Linked DNA regions of Sus scrofa: region 2 is linked to region 1. Evidence: chromatin contacts called from public promoter capture Hi-C data. All regions are on one chromosome and are shown on one strand. The core of a region is the stretch at or near the end of the contact, and the rest is flanking DNA. Distances in the headings are between cores, read along the strand shown. Region 1 holds the start of MAP3K10 (mitogen-activated protein kinase kinase kinase 10). Region 2 holds the start of LTBP4 (latent-transforming growth factor beta-binding protein 4).

Region 1 (2,958 bases), core at 187-2,686:
CCTCTGCAGCACTGTTTCTTCACTTTTTAAATGGGAAGGCAATGGGGTTTTTTGGTTTGTTTGTTTGTTTTTTGTTTGTCTTTTTAGGTGTGTGCATATGGAGGTTCCCAGGCTAGGGATCCAATCAGAACTGCAGCCGTCGGCCTATGCCAGAGCCACAGCAAGGGGGGATCCGACCCGCGTCTGTGACCTACACCACAGCTCATGGCAACGCCGGATCCTTAACCTGCTAAGCGAGGCCAGGGATCGAACCCCTGTTCTCATGGATGCTGGTCGGATTCGTTAACCGCTGAGCCATCACAGGAACTCCCGGAAGGCAAAGTGTTTGGTTGTCGTGGTGATGGTTTGGTTTTAATTTTAAAATCTGCCTTTGGGAGTTTCCGTCATGGTTCAGCAGTAGCAAATGGGACTAGTAGTATCCATGAGGACGTGGGTTCAATCCCCGGCCTCCTTCAGTGGGTTAAATATCCTGAGTTGCCGTCCCAGACGTGTCTTGGATCTGACGTTGCTGTGGTGTAGGCGAGCAGCTGCGGTGCCAAATTCGACCCCTAGCCTGGGAACCTCCATATGCCAGAGGTGCGGCCCTAAAATTAAAATAAAATAAAACAAAAACCTGCTTTTGATTCTTGCTCTGCCATTTATAGCTGTGACCTTGGACGAGCAAGTTTATTTCTCCATGCTTCATCTGTAAAATGGGCGCTTTGCGAGAATTTAATGACACTATTACGCAAAACACTTAGCATAAGATGCACTTTAAGCCCCATTAAAGTGAAGTTCTCGTTTTCGAAGGCGGGGGATTCTCAGAGTTAAGACTGCGGGGGTAGAGGAAACCCAAAGCTGGTGGGGAAAACAGACGTGGCTGTGATTTACCCAGGGACACTACGCACATCCTCCCACCCCCTTCTTCCCCACAGAGGCTGCACCATCAGCCCGACCCCCTAGCTTGCTGGAACCACCAACTGGCTCTCTTTTGGGGTGCTGTCTCCCCGCAGCGCGGGTCCCAGAACAAACTACACTTCCCGGCGTGCACCTCGGGTCGCGACCCCAAGGGGCAGTCCAGCCGCAGGGACCGCGTCCTGGCCGTGTTAGAAACTCGGGGCAGTAACCACCATTCACGCAGCTCCTACTTTTCGCTTTGCGAAGCGCGTCAGTCACCGCCAACCCCACCTTTGGGCCACAGCCCCTCAGGGTCTGTGAGGAGAGCTCGGCCCTCTCCTCTCCTCCTCCAGGCGTTGCGTCCACTGCGTCCCAGGGAGGGTCCGAGGCCAGGCTGATCTCCCCGGGAGGATTCCTTCGGCCCCGCGCTGTCCCCATTTCGGCCGGAGGCCGGCACCGGGGCTCTGGGGACTCGGGGACTGGGAACGGACCGCGGGGCCGTGCTGCCGGAGACTACAACTCCCAGGCGGCACCGCGGCGCGGCGGAGCGAGCACGTCACTCAGGCACCGCCGGCGGCCCCGGGAAGTGGCGCGGGCGGGGGCAGGGGCTGGGGCCGACCCGGAGGCCGGTGCTGAGGATGGTGGCCGCCAGGCTGCCCCGTGCGTGAGGAGGCCGAGGGGCGCGCCACCCTGTCCTGGGGCGGGCGCCCCCGGAGCCCCACCGGCCCCGCCCCGCCCGGCGGTCGTGGCCCGGGATGCGGAGCCGGGGGCCGCCGGTGGAGCTGCGCGGGGTGAGAGGCGCGGGGAAGGGGGCTGCCTGCTTCCCTCACCCTCGTCCCCCACCGGCGGGCCCCGGCAGGAATTCGGCAGCCGTGCGGCCAGGCCTTCTTAGCGCCCTGACATTTAGGGGGCACAGGTGAACCCGCCGCCTTTCCCCACCCTACCCTGCCTGGACAACTGAATCGGGAGGGGGACGACCCTGCCCTTTTAAAGAGGCTTTTCCTTGCTCCTGCGGAGGGTCCCCCAGCCATGGCCCCCAGGAGCCCCCTAGACCCCGCAGGGACTGGCCGCCGGGGCCGGCTCTCTGCGTCTGGCGGGCAGCCTGTGTGAAGCGGCCTCCCGCAGCCCCCGGCCCCTCCCCCATGGAGGAGGAGGAAGGGGGGGCGGCCAAGGAGTGGGGCACGACCCCCGCGGGGCCTGTCTGGACCGCAGTGTTCGACTACGAAGCGGCGGGCGACGAGGAGCTGACCCTGCGGAGGGGTGACCGCGTCCAGGTGCTTTCCCAGGACTGTGCCGTGTCTGGCGACGAGGGCTGGTGGACCGGGCAGCTACCCAGCGGCCGTGTGGGCGTCTTCCCCAGCAATTACGTGGCCCCCGGCACCCCCGCCGCGCCCGCGGGCCTCCGGCTGCCCCAGGAGATCCCCTTCCACGAGCTGCAGCTAGAAGAGATCATCGGTGTAGGGGGCTTTGGCAAGGTCTATCGGGCCCTGTGGCGTGGCGAGGAGGTGGCGGTCAAGGCCGCCCGGCTGGACCCTGAACGGGACCCGGCAGTGACAGCAGAGCAGGTGCGCCAGGAGGCCCGGCTCTTCGGAGCCCTGCAGCACCCCAACATCATTGCCCTCAGGGGCGCCTGCCTCAGCCCCCCACACCTCTGCCTGGTGATGGAGTATGCCAGGGGGGGTGCACTGAGCAGGGTGCTGGCAGGGCGCCGCGTGCCCCCTCACGTGCTGGTCAACTGGGCCGTGCAGGTGGCCCGGGGCATGAACTACCTACACAATGATGCCCCCGTGCCCATCATCCACCGGGACCTCAAGTCCATCAACAGTAAGTGGCGCCCTCCCCCCAAAACTTGCTTCTATAGAACTTTGTGAGGCCAAACCTAGGTGGTGGGAAATGGGGACACCAGAAGACATTGCCTGGGGCAGCAGTCTACCTTCAGGGCCAGGTGAGGCAGTCCTTGTTCCATTAGGGGAGGAAAAGAAGGCCCGGAAAGGTGGAAGGAATACCTGCTTTCTAGGCTATGATCACAGTAGCTCAATAGATACATATCCCTGAACACCATGATAGGTAGGCCCTGTGTTC
Region 2 (2,958 bases), core at 266-2,765, 300 kb after region 1:
TGAGTGGGGCCTGAGAGCCGTCGTTACTGCTCCAAGGGGCTGTGTGTCCCTGGGTGGTGGGTGGGCCCAGGCTTCTGGGTTTCGGTGTTGGGTGGGTGGAGGCAAGGATTGCTGTCGGTGGCGGTAACATGTGAGTGTGGCTGTGTGAGTCAGCCCGTGTGCCTCACCGGAACGCAGGAGGGTGAAGGGGTCTCCTGCCCGCCTTGCACACTCCCCATCTGGAAGAAGAAACAGGAGTTGGGGGTGAGGGCAAAGCTGAATTGATTGCTGTCCTTAGTCTGTGGTCAGCTGTACGGTCTGGGCTGGTGGCCTAATACCCTCTGTGGGTGGAGCCTGGGATCCTCTGGTGGCAGGGCTCACAGTCACAGAATGGGAAAGCTTGAGAATAAAACGGCTGTGAGAGATGACGTTTGGAACCTCTGCAGGGGGACAAACATGAAAAGAGTAGGGTTTGGGATCCTAAATGTGGGGCCTTGGCCCAATTCTCTGTGGGAAATGTTGTGGCCTAAAACTCAAGAGCGGAAGAGGGCACCTAGGGAGCAGCCTCTGAAGCTCTAGGGGCAGCGCCCTTGGGAGAGAGGTGGGGGTTTGTAATTCCATGGAGAGAAGACGGGGCCTTTAATACATAGTGAAAGGAAGGGGCTGGGTTTGAGACCCTCTTGAGTTGGGAGGGGCTTGGATCCTGGAACCTACGAAAATGGGTGCAGGTGGGGACCAAGGCCCTTTGTGGCTTGGGGCTCCTAATGGCAGAGTTCACTAGGAATGGAGGCGACTGGAATTCTCTAAGGAGAAATTCTGCAAGTCTGGAAGTAGGAGGGGGTGCCCTTAGGAGCCTTTAACGATTCAGACAGGGAAGAAGGTGTGATAGCCTCTAAGAGTGGTGGTGGAGAGGGATGCAATAGGAGGGCAGAGCCGGAGGCCTCTGGGAGCAGAGTCTGTGGGTCAGGGGAAGCCTGGGTCCTCTGAAGGGCAGAACCTACAGCTTCCCGAGGAAGCTATTTGTTGAGCCTGGAACCCCTGAAACACGGGGCCTTGAGAAAGAGCAGATCCTTCGGGAAGATCCAGAGTGGGCCTGGGACTCAGAGGGGCCAGACCTGGGGCTCAGTGTAGCGTCCGTTGGATCTTTCAGCATCTAAGTCAGTCTGGGAGCAAATTCGGATGGACTGCTCCCAGGACTGTCAGCCAACGGATGAGGTCTTTGAGTAGGAGTCTGGTTTAGGGGAACCTGGCCGCCGCCTACGCATCGAGTGGGAGGGGTCCCAAAACCTTTACGTTTGGGGCCTCTTCTTTGCCAGAGGGTTCACTGAGCCAGTACCCCCCACAGCACTGAGAAGTCCAGGCCCCAGCGCCCTATGCCCGGCACCTGTACCTTTAGCCCCTCCCCTGTCGCCTCCCGATTGGTAGCGCGGGCAGCGCCCCCTGGCGGCGCGGGGCTCTGATTGGCGGGAAGTTCACAGCCCGCGACTGGGACAGTGGAGAAAATGAGTCGGCCTCCGGCGGGGGCGGAAGGCGGGGCCGCGCCAAGCCGGACCCGCTGGACAGACGGGCCGCCTGGAGCGAGACTCCACGCCGGACACGATGCGGCTGCCTGGACCCAGCGGCCGCCGCCCCCTCCTGCTGGTGCTCCTGCTGCCGCTCCTTGCAGCCGCCGCCACCGCCGCCTCCGCCGCCCGCCCCAGCCAGGCCGTCGAGGTTGCGGTGATCCCGGGCCGCCCGGCCGGGTAAGCCCTGCTTCGGCCCCCTCTTCCTTGTGCCCCTTCCACTCAATAAGTCTGGCAGCCCAAGAAGACCAGGACTTTCGGATTTTGCCGCTGCGTCGGGATAGGGATGAAGAACCAGAGCCCTTGGATTTATTGGGGCCCTCTATTTCGCAGAGGTTAGAATCTGAGGTGTTCTGAGATTTCAAGCGGAGGGATTCTCCTCCCGTGCGGTAGAGACAGATACGGCTCCAGGGAATTCTAGAGTTTATTCGGAGGAAGGTCACAGTTTATTTGGGGATGGGGCTTTGCCTTCTAAGATGATGGATGGGGGACCGAGCTGGAAGAGGGTCCCCCAAGCTTCTTGGATGCCTAAAGAGGAAGAGTATGGGAAGTTATTAAGAGCCTTTATGGGGGACGTGAGATGTCCTCGTTTTCTAGGGTTGAGGAACCGCTGAATTAATTAAAAGTGACCTTTTCCTAATGTGTTAGGAAGACATGGAGTTTTGAGTGGATGGTGGAGCGGCTTGTGGAAAATTGTGTGGAGGTGGGGGGCCTTCAGATTTCATGAGAGTTCAGGATGCTCTAGTTTCCTAGAATTAGAGGATTCCAGGCTTCAATGAGGTACCAGTGATTTCGCGGCAAGAGATCCAGCATTTCCTATAGATTTGGGGTTATAGTCACTCTTCCTGTCTACGGGTGACGAGATCGAAGGAAACAGTCTGCCCAGTACTCCCACCCCCCGCCCTGCGGCCCAGCGCTCCGCTACAAAGGCCCCGGGCTCCGCTCCCGCCTCGGTCTCTGCGAATGCGTTTAGTAATCCGAGCCGCGCCGGGGGCGGGGCTGGGAAGGGGTTAACGCGGAGAAAAGGCGGGAGGGATGACGGCAGGATCGGGGTCCCGAAGGCTCCTAACCGGGCAGCCTCCTCCCTTACTGGGCCCCACCGGTCTGAAAAGTGTCCATACGCCCGACGTCCCCTTAGCAGCATCCCCCCATGACCCTTTCTCCCGGCCTGAGCGCGCGCCCTCGTCCCAGGTCCCCCTTAGCCTCAGAATAATGGATTTGTCTGGGGGGCCCCTTGGTTGCGACGCACTTGCGCCGGAGCTGAGGGCTCCGCCAGCCAGAATCTGAGACCCTCTGGGCGCGAAGATTTCTCCAAGAACTACTCCCTCCTGGTCAGGCGGGAAACGGAGGCCCAAAGACCAGGAGACGCTGGCTCCGGGACCCACGGCGTGGAAGGGCAGGAACAGGCTAGAACTCA

The links. Promoter capture Hi-C pulls out the DNA fragments that hold promoters and counts their contacts.
Region 2: a contact with region 1 is called in a promoter capture Hi-C map of liver, with 4 times the contacts expected there. The contact joins the promoter of LTBP4 here to the promoter of MAP3K10 in region 1. A contact is called at or near these places in 1 of 5 promoter capture datasets (liver) and 1 of 2 datasets of contacts at active chromatin or transcription factors (alveolar macrophages).

Annotation. Positions count from the first base shown.
Region 1 is chr6:48,525,183-48,528,140 of Sscrofa11.1, forward strand. It overlaps MAP3K10 (mitogen-activated protein kinase kinase kinase 10), which reads left to right and starts at 1,437. Exons shown (of 10, transcript XM_021094377.1): 1 at 1,437-2,700. The coding sequence starts at 2,019. The region is part of intron 6 of LOC100522141 (cyclin N-terminal domain-containing protein 2); the gene reads right to left.
Region 2 is chr6:48,829,503-48,832,460 of Sscrofa11.1, forward strand. It overlaps LTBP4 (latent-transforming growth factor beta-binding protein 4), which reads left to right and starts at 1,516. Exons shown (of 34, transcript XM_021094399.1): 1 at 1,516-1,721. The coding sequence starts at 1,579.